Linked DNA regions of Pan troglodytes: all the other regions are linked to region 3. Evidence: chromatin contacts called from public Hi-C and capture Hi-C data. All regions are on one chromosome and are shown on one strand. The core of a region is the stretch at or near the end of the contact, and the rest is flanking DNA. Distances in the headings are between cores, read along the strand shown. Region 1 overlaps CHST9 (carbohydrate sulfotransferase 9). Region 2 holds the start of CDH2 (cadherin 2). Region 3 has its middle 420 kb from the start of CHST9.

Region 1 (4,710 bases), core at 1,884-4,383, 590 kb after region 3:
ACTGAAAAGCCCTTATCCTGCAGGGGAAAGAAAAAGTACTGTTTGCCAGCCTTATCTACTGTCAGACCAAGCCTCGATTTTCCAACAGTTTGTACCTTCTGCACACACTGGGGCTGTCCTTCTCACATGTATAAAAATAAACTGTGAAGTTGTTGGGTTTTTTTCTTTTGTAGGGAAAGGGCTGTATATGATTATTCTTGTATGAAAATAATTAGCAAAGAAAAAGTGGCACCCTGCAGTTAATTTAGCTATTCTCTTAAATATTTTCCTGGTACCTGAATTACATGAACATAATATTCTAATAAGCTGATCAGCAAGTATTTTTCTCCTTCTCATTGAGGTTCGGAGTAATCTAAAGGGTCAAGGTTTTCAATCTTTTTCTCTTGCATTAAAATGATCTGTCATTTCCAACATGACAACACTCAAAAGTCAATTTTTGGGGCCTTGTTAAAGTGCCCCATAGAATAATTCAGCGGTGATGGAGATGGAGCTCTTCTCAAAGTGTAACTACTCCCCTTGCTGGCATAGTGTGGCAATGACATTCATCTCTGAAAATTTAATCTTGATTCTGGACAAGGCTTTTTGGTTTTGGTTTTTGTAATTCTTTATGTTTTTGAACTTCACAATAAATTGAGGCTTAATCTAAGGAAACTGGATGCATTAATGTTGTCATCATACTTGATAAACTAAGTTGATAAATTTATAAAATACAAGAATTCTAAAAATGTTTCACATGCCTAGAAAGTAGGGAAATATTCCAAACAGTGTTCAGTAATACAATTTTAAACAAAATAATAGAATCTCTTAATTTTAAAATTGATGTATAATTTACAATAAAATGCACAGATCTTAAGTATTCTCTCAATCCAGTAAGTTTTGAGAATTATATACACCTGTATACCAGCCACCCAAAATAAGGTATTGAATCTCACACCCTAAATAGTTTTCTCTTTGCCCTTTCCAGTCAATTCCAATTCAAAACCTCATCACCTACCTCCCTACCCTTCTTCTACCTTCTCTCTACTTCCCAGGAAACCACTTCTTACATATTTCACCATAGTTTAGTTTGGCCTATTCTTGGACTTAATATAAATGGAATCACACAGCATGTACTTTGTAAAGGCCCCTTTCACATGCCGTAATATTTTTGAGATTGTTGCATATATCAATCATTCATTCCTTTTTTATTGATGTGTGATATTCTACTGTATGACTACATTACAAATTACTTATCCATTATCTTGTTTTTGACATTTGGATTGTTTCTAGTTTGAGGCTATTATGAATAGGACTGCTATGGACATTTTTGCACAGATCTGTTTGTGAATATGATGTTCTTTGACTTATGATGGGGTTATGTCCCAAGAAGCCCATCATAAGTCAGAAATATCGTTATGTTGAAAATGCATTTAATACCCCAATAATTTGTGATTAACCGTAAATTTTCCAGTGTCTCCTTGGTTTACTCTCTTTTTTCTGAGAAATATAAAGTAGAAATAGAAATTTGAGTGTTTTGAAAATTGTCAGGCTTGAAGTACTAGAAAAACTCAGTGTGAGGTTTGAATGTCCCATGTATGATAATGACTTTAGATAATGATCTTTATATCACAAGTGATTTTATAGCATTATTCACTGTCTTTCAGCAAGGACTTCAGTTTCAGGGAGGCAGAACATATGATTTCTGTTCTTTATCCTCACCTTTGCAGCGAGATGATGATGGCAAATTATGAAACTCTCCTAATAATATTATGTATTGCATACAGTGATTCAATACTGTAAATCAGTATTTAAATAAAGTCTTTAATATCATATGTGCATACTATATCTGTCATCATAGATGTATACATACACACAACTATAGAAAGAGAGATTGATGTAAGTATAGATATATAAAACATCCTCATCACCTTTATTAAGATAATGTTCTAACACAACCTAGAGCTTAGGAAAACTCTAACACTATTTCCTTTGATTAGTGTTTATTGACCCATATTGTGCTAGGCACTGGATATACAGTGGTGAGCAAACGTCCAGGTACCTGACCTCCGAGAGCTTACTGTCTGAGGGGAGAGTTAATCAAGTAAACAAAGGTACAGTTTTTGATTTTGTGAGATTTTCTGCAGGGAAGCAACAGAGTGCTATAAAGACAGGAACAGGGGCCTGCCTGTGCAGGTGGCATCTAATCACAGACTTGGGTCAAGGGGGATCCAGCCATGTAACCAGTGGAGAAGAGCACTCTGTGCAGGAAAAGCAGCAAAGATGAAATCCTTAGGCAGGTAAAAGCCACGTGTTCTAGGCCAAGGTAACAGGAGAGGAGAGAAACGGGTAGAGTGAGGTAGGAAAGAGGCGGTGGTGAGCATGCTGGTCATGCTCAGGGGTGATAGCAAGGCAGACTGCTCTGCCTTTCAGCAGCTTATAAGCCAAGCCACATTCCTTACAAAAGAAGCATGAGGTGTATATAGCCATAATAAGCCAAAATTAATGCTTTTGTTTAGAGTGCCCAAAAAGTAACTTACATTTATAAGTGGTGACTGATAGCCCATGGCTGGGATGAGCAGGGTCAGAATTCTCAAGACAGGAGGTCTGTAGAATAGTGAGACAGAAAGGGGGATGCTCACCAAGTGGGTTTGAATTTAGGATCCACATCAGGTACATGTGCATGCATATACTGAAGAAGTTTGTAGAAGGCCACGTGTCACATGATTAGGCTGAAGCAAAGTCTTGAAATAATATCCAGGACTTAGATTGAGACCTTGCGAGGGACCCAAATCTCACATACACCGTCAATCTGAGGCAGGTAATATGGACTGCAGAGAAACAAGAAGCAGAGAATTCTACTAAAAACGGTTTTAAAGAATTCATAGAAATGATGCAGAGTGATAAAGGAAAAGAAGGCCTGAAACCATGTGTGGAATCCTCTACCCTTTGGTCAGCCTAGTTTATTGGAGTATAGGAGCCCCTACATAACCCTCTCTGTGACTTTTGAATTTTTCAAGCCATTATTTCCTGCTATTAGGAAGTATGTACACATATGCTAGCACGTATCCCTCCACACAGAGTCGCCAGGAGAGGCAGGGGTCTGTGTGACTGGACACTCCCAACAAGGCTGGGGGCAGGCAGATGGCTGAGCTGGGTGCAGAGTTCAAAGTCAGTGTCCCCTCCTTGATTCCACGCCCTACACTGGCCAGGCAGCGTTTGCTTTCCTCTTCTCAGGTCCCTTCCCCTCACACTCTCCGAAGGATGCGCAGTGCCTGCACACACACACACACACACACACACACACAACTGCCTCTCTGGTGATCATTTAAACTTCGGAAAATAAAAAGAATGTTTCTTTACACTGAAAAATTGGAGAAATGTGCCAGGATGTCTAATCATGGGGCATGAAATTCCAGGCCGTTGAGCTTGCAGCACAGCCAGAATGCACCAGCTACAAGAATATCTTAGCAGAAAACTCTAGGAATTTTAATACTTTTTTTTTTTGAGCTTTGGGATCACATTAGATATCTGCAAATGACCATAAATAAACCCTAGTTTTAGGAAGAGGCTCATATGGAAACAAGTATTCATGAAGTAAATCATTAACTTCATAGGTGGAGTCAAAAGACTAAAAATGTAGAAATGAATGAGTAAGGAATGCAGGGCAGAGTCCTCGGTGACCCCCACTAAGGATTGATAAAGAAATAAGCAAAAAAGAGACAATAGAAAAGAGAGAGACCCTAAAAGAATGACAAAAACTGGGAAAGCAAAAAAAGAAGAGTATCACAGAAATAAAGGTCAAGAAAATGTCTAGAATATGTTGTGAGTAGTGTTTACTACAATTGAGAAATCTACCAGATGTAAACCAGAAAAATTCCCCCTTTTCTGGGGGAATGGGTACACAGAAAATATTTTCCAATCAATCACTGTTCAATTTAAATGTTTTTTTTCAGGAGGTGGACTTTATTTCTTACATAAATCCTCCAGTTTTTGATTCACTGCTTTCAAAATCTAGAAGTAAATCTGTAGTTAAGCTTGGCTGTTTTCTAATGGAGCACTTTGAGGGGCTCTTACAATATAAAATATATGTTTGTTGAGTTAGTTGCAAAAACATTCGTTTTAACGGATCTGTAATTCTTTAAAAGGTTTTCCATTCATTGTATTAGATATTTTTTCATACCTCCTGAGGCTAAATTCAGCTAGTTGATATCAACATGGAATTGTAACACAGGAGCATAGAACTAATTTACTCATTTGACTTTTAAATTAGTTTTGTGTGTGTGTGTGTTAACTAAAATTGAAATGTTTCGATTATGAGTAATGCCAAGATGAACTGGTACACTCCATTGACTTTAATGAAGTGCACATGTTCTTGTAGGCTTGTGAATGAGGGCCTGGTTGCAGAGTTCTTGAATCTTGTTATTTAATATTTGTTGCACTCACATATTTTATTTATGATAATACCACAATCATAGCTTTTTAATTTCATTAATACAATTGAACTTAAATTTTATTTATCAACTTTTCCAAAGGGTTGATGTTACCAAAGGTGTGCCCAACCTACTTTTACATAAAAGAAAGAGTTGGCAATCAATTTATTAAATTCAAATTAGTTTACATTTTCTACATTAATATTATTTGAAAGGCACTGTGTCAAGACATTAATTTTCAAGAAATAAATGATCATCTAGGAAATTCTAGGTAATTAGAACTTTAAAATGAAATTTTTGA
Region 2 (4,149 bases), core at 111-2,610, 570 kb before region 3:
ACAAAAACTGCTCCCCACCCCCTGCTCCATTCCACAAATGCTTGTGACTCAAACTTGTAAAGTCTCTCACTGTGTTGCACTTGAAGTTCATGCCTTAAAGGAAGCCAGCAGAAATCCTTTACATGGTGAGAATTCTGTATCAGTCATTTTATCTTTTATATAATCCTATTTTCACAAGTTCCAGCTTTTAGTTTCTCTCTTTTTTAAAAATTGTTGTTAGGGGTGGTAGGAGAGGGTAAAAGTACCCTGAAACTGTTGACCCCAAACGTGAGCAGTACCACTAACGGGTAGTAATAGAAATAGAAAACGGGAGATTTCAAATAAAATAACAAACATGCACTCTCAAACTCCCAGAGGGGACAAAAGAAAACAAAACAAGAACACAAAAACTTGGGCTGTTCCAGTACATCCGCAAGGGTGGGAGCTGAAGGTGCGAGCTCCAGAGAGGAGCCGCGGCCTCCGCCCTCCCCCGCCCGCAGGTGGCTCCCGGCGAGCGCCTCAGACAACAATAGCTAGGATGAGCTTGGTCTGCGTCCTTAGTTTGCTGTGTCTGCCCCTGCCAGGAAAGATTACCCATCTCCAAAGAATGACAAAATAAAGAAGCGTACGTTAGGCTCCCAAGGAGACACCGCCCCCCCCTTCCCCACCATTCTTCATCTCCATTAGATTCCCTACCGCGGACCAAAGATGAACCTGCTACCAATCAAGTTCCTGCCCAAGTTATTTTATTTCCCGCAGCCCCTCCACCTGCCGGGGCGGTGCTCGGCGCACTCTAGGCTTCCCTCCGGCGACCCCCCGCGGGCTGCAGCAAAATACGGGGTGCTTCGGCGGGGCGGGGGCGGGCGGCTGCCGCGGATCCGGCCGGCTACAGCCGCAGCTTGGTGGCCTCCGATTGGCCACGACGCGGGCGGGGAGGGTCGGCGGAGGAGGGAGGCGGGGGCGAGGGCGGCGGCGGCGGCGGCGGCGGCGGGAGGAATAGGAGAGGGGAGCGGGCCGCGCAGCCAGGCAGCGCGTGGGGCGAGCGCGGGGAGAGCGGCGGCGGCTCGCCCAGGTCGCGCAGCGGAGGCCGAGCGGGGTGCGCGGTCGGCGACGGAGGGCGGCGCGCGCGAGTGAGCGGCGCAGGGCGAGGACCGGCGGGCGGGTGCCGGTGCGCGGGCAGCAGGGGCGGCTGCGGCAGCAGCTGCGCGGGACGGAGCAGCGGCGAGAGAGACCGCGCCGGCCCCTCGCCTCACCCCCTTGCGGCCGAGGCCGGAGAACAGTCTCCAACTCGCCGGGGGACCGGAAAGAGGAGCCGAGAAGCGCCCCTCGGCCCCCACGCAGCGGAGGCGCGGGGTGGCGGGACTGCTGCTCTTTGTGGGTGCAGCACGCACGACCCGGAGCGCCCTCCCCGCGGCGCTGTCCCCGGCGTCTTCGTCGCGCCGAGCGGCCCTGGAGCGGGGACCCGGAGGAAGCAAAACCACGAGCCCGAAACCTCGCGTGGCGGAGCTCTTGGGGAGCGCCATCCGCTCCACTTCCACCTCCACATCCTCCACCGGCCAAGGTCCCCGCCGCTGCATCCCTCGCGGCTTCCGCTGCGCTCCGGGCCGGAGCCGAGCCGCCTGCGCTGCCACAGCAGCCGCCTCCACACACTCGCAGACGCTCACACGCTCTCCCGCCCTGTTCCCCCGCCCTGTTCCCCCGCCCCCTCCCCAGCTCCTTGATCTCTGGGTCTGTTTTATTACTCCTGGTGCGAGTCCCGCGGACTCCGCGGCCCGCTATTTGTCATCAGCTCGCTCTCCATTGGCGGGGAGCGGAGAGCAGCGAAGAAGGGGGTGGGGAGGGGAGGGGAAGGGAAGGGGGTGGAAACTGCCTGGAGCCGTTTCTCCGCGCCGCTGTTGGTGCTGCCGCTGCCTCCTCCTCCTCCTCCTCCGCCGCCGCCGCCGCCGCCGCCTCCGGCTCTTCGCTCGGCCCCTCTCCGCCTCCATGTGCCGGATAGCGGGAGCGCTGCGGACCCTGCTGCCGCTGCTGGCGGCCCTGTTTCAGGTACGCGGCGGTCCCCGCGGGCCGGGCCACGGGCGGGGTGGGGCGGGCGGCGCCGGGTGCCTTTGTTCCCCGCGCCGCTGCGGGGCCGGGCTGCGCACCCGGGAAGGGAGGTGCCACGCCGCGCCGCGCCGCGCGGCCGGGAGCTGCGCAGGCATCAGGCTCCGTCCGGGCGCCGGGGCAGGGCTGCCGGAGCCAGCAGGTCTCTCGCGCCTTTCCTGGCGGGGCTCTAGGGGCCGGATTGCGGGTCCCCTCTGCTCCTTCTTCGGGGCCGAGCAAGCTCGCGGGGGGTGTCCCCAGGCAGCAAGAGGGTGAGGCAGGATAACTCCCAGGTTTTGCAGTTTTCTGTGCCTTTCGCCCCTCGCATAGTACTTTGCTCCAATTTTTTTGTTTATTTCTGCAGGAATGGGTCGCGAGTTTACAGTAGGAATTCTCACTCTGGTGTCTTAGTTACGGGACTTGCCTCCACCTTACCCCCACCCTGCACCCGTGCGCCTCCCGGTGCTCAAGGGCTCCACTGTCCTATTGTCTTTATCCCAGTCTGGAGTTGCCTCCTTTTCTTCTTCTCTTGCCCTCACAATATTCTGTGTTGGTCCCACCTGGAAAGAAAATCTGGCCCTCTTGCCCGGAGGAGTCTCTGCCGGTCAGCGCCTGCCTGTAGAACGAGTCTGGCCTCTCACGCCCAGTATCTCCCCCGGGCGAGAAGTTCCGTTACGCGGCTGCTCCTCTCTCTGTCCGGCTGCCTGTGCCCTATATGCGCCCCGGGGGCGCCTTTGCCTGGAGCCTTCCGTACTTTTCATACTCTCGGGAGAGCGCCAGCGAGCCTTTTCATTTAATCTCTACTAAGAGGCTCCTCCGCGGCAGGAAGCACCTGCTCCAGTCCGGGCGCAGGTTCCCTCGCCACTGCACGCAGCGGGTTCCCAGCCCGGGGGCAGCCCAACTTTCCGCCGCTTCCAACCCGAGGATGCCCCCAGGCTCCTCCCGACCAGCCAGCCCAGGCCTGGAGGCCACTTCACACAGCCTCGGCCGGGACCCTCTAGCTGGGCGGGTGCAGTGCCCTGGTCCCAAGTCGGTCTCCGCCTGCCGTGGGGTCCCTCGAAGGTTGCGGGAAAGGGGCGTGCCCACCCTCGCCGCGGGGCAGGAAAATCCACGGAGGGTCCCCCTGCGTGTCGCCCTCGGGGCAGGGGGAGAGGTGCTCTACTGCCAGCTGGCAGCCCCGAAAAGTGCGGACGCAGCTCGGAAGTGCCTGCTCCGGGGGTGGAGACAGGTGGTGTGGATTACCCCGCTCCGTGGTCTTCACGGGTCAGGGCCTGGCGCGCTCCGGCCCGCGGGGGGGTGAGTGCTGCTGGGGCGGGGGCAGGGGCTGGACGGGGCTGGCCTCCGCAGTCTCTCGCGCTTTCTCCCGCAACCCCGTAGACGGGTGTGGGCCGCCGCCGCGCGGAGCCCTGTCCATGGTGCGCCATGGTGCGGCACGCCTGTCCCTGCCGGGCTCCACGCTCTCCTCCCGGGTCGTGCTCTCTCACTTTGTCTCTCCCCACCCCTGCCTCCCAGGCCAGGGTCCCAGCGTTCCTTTTCCCTTTCTTGGATTTCTTCTTTTGTTCTTTAGTCTCCTACCGGTCTTTCTCCCCTTCCCCCACTCGCCATCCCCCACTCGGCTCTCTCCTGACTCGGGGATTTCAGAACTATTAGACTAGACATTTTTGGCCTTTGCAGTTTTGGAGAGTGGATGGAATTCCTTCTAACTTGGGGGAGGAGACCTGCCAGTCACTTGCTAACAAAAGTACCTCCTGTTATAAAACCGCCCTTTATTCTCCCAGCGCACACTCCTCATTCTTTGACCTCCTGTCACTTCATTTATTGTTTCTTCTTTAAAAATGGGGTTTATTAAAGAGGTTAGGCTGAAGGAGGAAGAAGGAAAAAAGTCCTGCTTCTAAAGTATTTGAAGTTAAATGGAAGGCAAGACAAACTTAAAGACTCCTGTGTATTAGGATTTTTTTTTTTTAACAAAGGAGATGTGATACATTTTTTACAAATCTTACTTTAAAAACACTAATTTTTGGACAGCATTGGGTCGTCTTATTTACAGACAGTAAATCCTCAGTGTGAATCCAGCAGCAGATGGTTATTTTC
Region 3 (4,610 bases), core at 1,759-4,258:
AATAAACATATACTGAGTGGACAAAATGCTGACGTTGTGCATATAGAACTATGTAAGCAAGATAAAAAGCAAAACAAAACATAGAGAGCTCATCAAAATTTCTGACAAAACTACTTAGAATGACTGACAGTGGCCATTTATTTCAATAACCTGCAGAGGGCAGCACATGGCATTTTACATCATACTTTGTTCACAAAGAACCAGTAATAGTAATTAAACTGGTTTTTGTTTTTGTTTTTGTTTCTGTTTTTTTCTGACACAGAGACTCACTCTGTCACCAGGCTGGAATGCAATGGCACGATATTGGCTCACTGCAACCTCCGCCTCCCCGGTTCAAGCAATTCTCCTGCCTCAGCCTCCCAAGTAGCTGAGACTACAGGTGCCTGCCACCACACCAGGCTAATTCTGTATTTTCAGTAGAGACGGAGTTTCACCATGTTGGTCAGGCTGGTCATGAACTCCTGACCTCAAGTGATCCACCTGCCTCGGCCTCCTAAAGTGTTGGGATTACAGGCGTGAACCACTGAGCCCAGCCCTGTAATGAAACTTTTATCAAGGGCAGTGACTCCACAAGGAAAATTAAACACCCAAAAAACAGAAGAGGTTTAAATGAGGTGGACTGGAAAACCAAAAGGAACTTAATGACCAAATCAATGTCACTATTTGATCCTGGCCTCTGATCAACATGTACCTGCCAGCTGATCCCACAGAGATCATTAGAACAGTGTTTGCCTCGCTCTCACTCACTCTCATAAATGCTAGTGATGGTCATGCACTGTCTGAGAGGTGGGGGAGTTTATAGCTGAGAATTGGTTCTTATTACAAATAGAATGGAATGAACCTGACAGATTAACTGGACCAGCGGGTTTCAACCTTTCTTTCTCCATGGCAGGATACCTGCCCGGTAACATTTACATGAGCTACTTACTCATATCACTCCTAGAATTTGCTGCGTAGGTAAAATAGTCTATGGATTTTGTGCTATTCCCTATCACTACCTAAATGTCTCTCACCCAGAATCATTTCCTCCCATCCATTTACATATTCACAATATAAGTATGTGAACTATTTTCTTGAAAAACTCTGTTATTTCATGGTAAAGTATCACATTGATCCCAAACTTGGACAAAGATGAGACACAAAAAGAGAAACACCTAAGCAATCTTAATTTTGACTATGCATGCACAAACCTTAAATAAAATAACAGCGAACAGAATTCAGCACCAGTACATTAAAAGTAATATATCTTCACCAAGTGGAACTTATTCTAGAAAATCCATTATTACAATTATCCATTCATATGATATTAATTTTTCAGATTAAAAGACAAATTCCCAATTCTAGGCATGTCTGTATTGAAACACTAGAAATAAAGTTGGACTCTAGCTCAAAAACAACATAAACCAAAACATTTTTAGTAATAAAATCTGTGAGACTTATACAAGATTGAGAAATTAGAGTATACTTTTATTAATATTTGATTTCATATCTATAAAATATTATGTTAAATCTAGTGATCAAATATTCTTTTTTAAAAGTGGAAAATATAGTAAGATAAACAACATCAAAAAGCATTGTGAGCGATGTAAATATGTATATTTACATATGTATATGTGAAAGGCAAGAATTCTAACTCTTTAGTTCCTACCAGGTCCTCGAAACTGCAGCAGTGCTATCTTATCTCATCTTCGCAAGATATCCCTGAAATTTTATGGCCCATATTGTACAGATGAAGAAAAAAGTTCAAAGAAATAAAGTAATAGGTATTGTCCATTGTTAAGCTTAAAGAAGTTAAATTGAAGAGGTTATGAGAAATAGTGCAGTAATAAACTGCTCTTTCTCTATTTCTTTTCCTTTTTCTTTTCTTTCTTTCTTTCTTTTTTCTTTTTCTTTCTTTCTTTTTTTTTTTTTTTTGAAATAGGGTCTCATTCTGTCACCCAGGCTTTGAGGGCAGTGGTGCAGTCTTGGCTCACTGCAGGTTTGACCTCATGGGCTGAAGGGATTCTCCCACGTCAGCCTCCCCAGTAGCTGGAACTACAGGTGCATGTCACTATGCCTGGCTAATTTTTGTATTCTTTGTTTCTTTGTTTGTTTGTAGAGATGGGGTTTCACCACGTTTTCCAGGGTGATCTCAAATTCCTGGGCTCAAGTTATCAGCCTCCCTTGACCTCACAAGCTGTTGGGATTATAGGCTTGAGCCATCACACCTGGCCTGTAAACTGCTATTTCTTTGCCTAGTTTCTTACAGCTTAACTGCAGAAACCCCAAGGCCCTCAGTAGCTTCTGCTTGTTGATTCAATGCTGAGGCCTCTCTTTGCTGCAGTTGTCTAAACCCTCCACACCTTGTGCCCAGAAGTACTCTTTGCTGGGCCTCCCGGACTTCATTGGTGCTCCTGCATTATTTCCGGCTATGACACCTTTGATTCTTACCTCATCTTCTGCTATATACTGAGTGTTTGTGTACTCCCGAAATTCATATGTTGAAACCTAATCTGCAATGTGATGATATTTGGAAGCAGGGCCTTTAAGAAGTGTTTAGGTTATGAGGACAGAGCCCTCATGAATGAAATTCAGAGAATTCCCTTGTCCCTCTGCTATGTGAAGACCTAGCAAAAAGATGGCTGTCTATGAACCAGAAGAGTAGGTCCTTACTAACCACTGAATCTGTCAGCACCTTGATCTTGGACTTCCCAGCCTCTAGAACCATGAGAAATAAATTTCTATTGTTTATAAGCCACCCACTTTATAGTACTCTGTTATCTGGCTGTTATCTAAGCCAGAAGGAACTAAGACACTTTCAAATTCCAGATTTGACACGTAGTGGGTATCTGAAATTTGCCCAGGACAGGACCTCACATAAATTAATCTTCTTTCCCATTTTAGGAGCCCTCCTGAGCTCTGAAAAGCCCCAGCCACTCCTCTGACCCACGTTTCCCCAGCCTGCCAGCCACTACCCTAGACACATATAGAGGCTCTGGGAGGTTGTAACAGGGGCCAGGCCCATCCTCCCCTCTGCCTCTTGAGTAGTCCTCTGCCTGCTTCCAGTGTGAGCTCCAGGCAGAAACATGGGGCTCACTTGGCAGATTGATTCAAGGATGGTTCTGGATAGGCACTTTTTGGTTCTGCCATGACATGTTGCAAGACAAAATGTGCATGACAGACATTTGTAGATACTGTTTGTTTGCCCCACATGGGAAGAAACAGACAAGGGGCAAGACAATAATAAAACATCAAACTGATGCAAATGTTCTTATTCAATCTTACATTAACCCATGAGGTAGATCTTATTATCTGTGTTTTAAAAATAAGAACAAGGAGGATTGGAAAGATTAAGTAACTTGACCAAGGCACACAGCTAGTAGTAGTATATTCTAGATGTACAAACCTATTCTGTCTGGTCCTAAAGCCTATGTGGTCTTTCCACTCTGCTGCACTGTCCCTCAAGGCGAATATCTAATTACAGTTTGAAAAGTGTGCTGGAAGCCGGTGAAATGATGTTAATACAAAATTTTTAAAAGAATAAGCATTTTCGAGGGGACTTTTGGTTGAAGTGGTAGAATCCTGGGATCTCTGTTGCCAGAACACTTATTCCAAGCTCCGGCTGCTGAAGTGTGACTAGCACAACCTTGCTTCCCTGGTTAATGAAGTGTGTGCTGCCCTCTACTGGCCTAGAGAAAGTAGTACATCAAGCTTTGTGTTGGCTCAATGTGATTCTAAAACAGGAATGTGAAGATTCAATTATCCTGCTGAATGTGAGGTTTGCAGTGGGGTCTGGATTCTTTCTATGGTATTTCCTACCAGAATAAACCTATGAACTTCTGTTCCCCGCTTTGTTAATCTTATCTGCCTCTACCATGCCTGTTAATGTACTTAATGTTTAGCAGAGGCAGCTAGAAAAAAGAAGGCCATGTCTGTACACATGCAAATGCAAGAGATTAGGAATTGGCACATATGCCAGGATCAAGAAAGCACTAGTCCCTGTTGTTTGTTCTTAATATTGCCCTAATACAAATGACTGATACATAAACTTTTGAATTCATTATTCTTTCCTGTGTATATAAAACAAACTATTGATTCTCAATAGGCCAACTCTAAAATTCAGCCATTAATATAATCATTCATTCATTAAACAAAGATTATTAAAGATTATTGTGTGCCACCATGCTAATAGTGGGGCAGATATAAATGAGAATAAGCTAGCTCACAATTTAGCGGTGGAGTCGGGCATGTCAACAAATAATTGCAATATAGTTTAGATAATGCTGTGATGTTTACAAAGTGTTGTGGTATCTCAGAAAGAATGACTCACTTTTGCCTGGTGTGACAAGGAAAGCTTTACAGAGGAGGATATGCTTACCCTTCAAGATGAGAAAGAGTTTACATGACTGAGAAAAAGAGAAGGGCATTTCAAATTGAGGAAATCTCGGCGCAAAGCCATGGAGGTAGGGGGCTATGGAAGCAACCCGGAGCACTCAGTTCCATAAGCTGATCATGAATATTCAGGGAGTGCTGTGAGTTAACTCTAAGACAATAAAGAGAGCAGAGTTAGGAAGGGGCTAACTGCTCTGCATAAGTCTGGATTATATATTATGTATATTACATATATACAG

What was found. Hi-C and Micro-C count contacts between places; a contact is called where the count stands out from the background. Capture Hi-C pulls out chosen DNA fragments and counts their contacts.
Region 1: a capture Hi-C map of stem cell-derived neural stem cells shows a contact between it and region 3, with 7 times the contacts expected there. The contact joins two enhancer-like sites. A contact is called at or near these places in 3 of 7 Hi-C or Micro-C datasets (induced pluripotent stem cells and stem cell-derived neural progenitor cells) and 1 of 1 other capture datasets (stem cell-derived neural stem cells).
Region 2: a Hi-C map of stem cell-derived neural progenitor cells shows a contact between it and region 3, with 4 times the contacts expected there. The contact joins the promoter of CDH2 here to the enhancer-like site in region 3. A contact is called at or near these places in 1 of 7 Hi-C or Micro-C datasets (stem cell-derived neural progenitor cells), 1 of 1 datasets of contacts at active chromatin or transcription factors (stem cell-derived excitatory neurons) and 1 of 1 other capture datasets (stem cell-derived neural stem cells).

What each region holds. Positions count from the first base shown.
Region 1 is chr17:36,860,019-36,864,728 of NHGRI_mPanTro3-v2.0_pri, reverse strand. The region is part of intron 4 of CHST9 (carbohydrate sulfotransferase 9); the gene reads left to right. All of the region lies in intron 4 of LOC104003113 (a long non-coding RNA gene), which reads right to left. Among named protein-coding and RNA genes, the nearest start is that of AQP4, 150 kb to the right of the region's middle. Within about 2 kb of position 3,133, at least 1 of the 24 cell types and tissues checked has an H3K27ac peak or open chromatin away from gene starts, as enhancers often do. A contact at or near this core is called in stem cell-derived neural stem cells, where this site is marked.
Region 2 is chr17:38,017,906-38,022,054 of NHGRI_mPanTro3-v2.0_pri, reverse strand. It overlaps CDH2 (cadherin 2), which reads left to right and starts at 1,360. Exons shown (of 16, transcript XM_523898.8): 1 at 1,360-2,022. The coding sequence starts at 1,963.
Region 3 is chr17:37,448,714-37,453,323 of NHGRI_mPanTro3-v2.0_pri, reverse strand. No RefSeq gene overlaps it. Among named protein-coding and RNA genes, the nearest start is that of CHST9, 420 kb to the right of the region's middle. Within about 2 kb of position 3,008, at least 4 of the 24 cell types and tissues checked have an H3K27ac peak or open chromatin away from gene starts, as enhancers often do. A contact at or near this core is called in stem cell-derived neural progenitor cells and stem cell-derived neural stem cells, where this site is marked.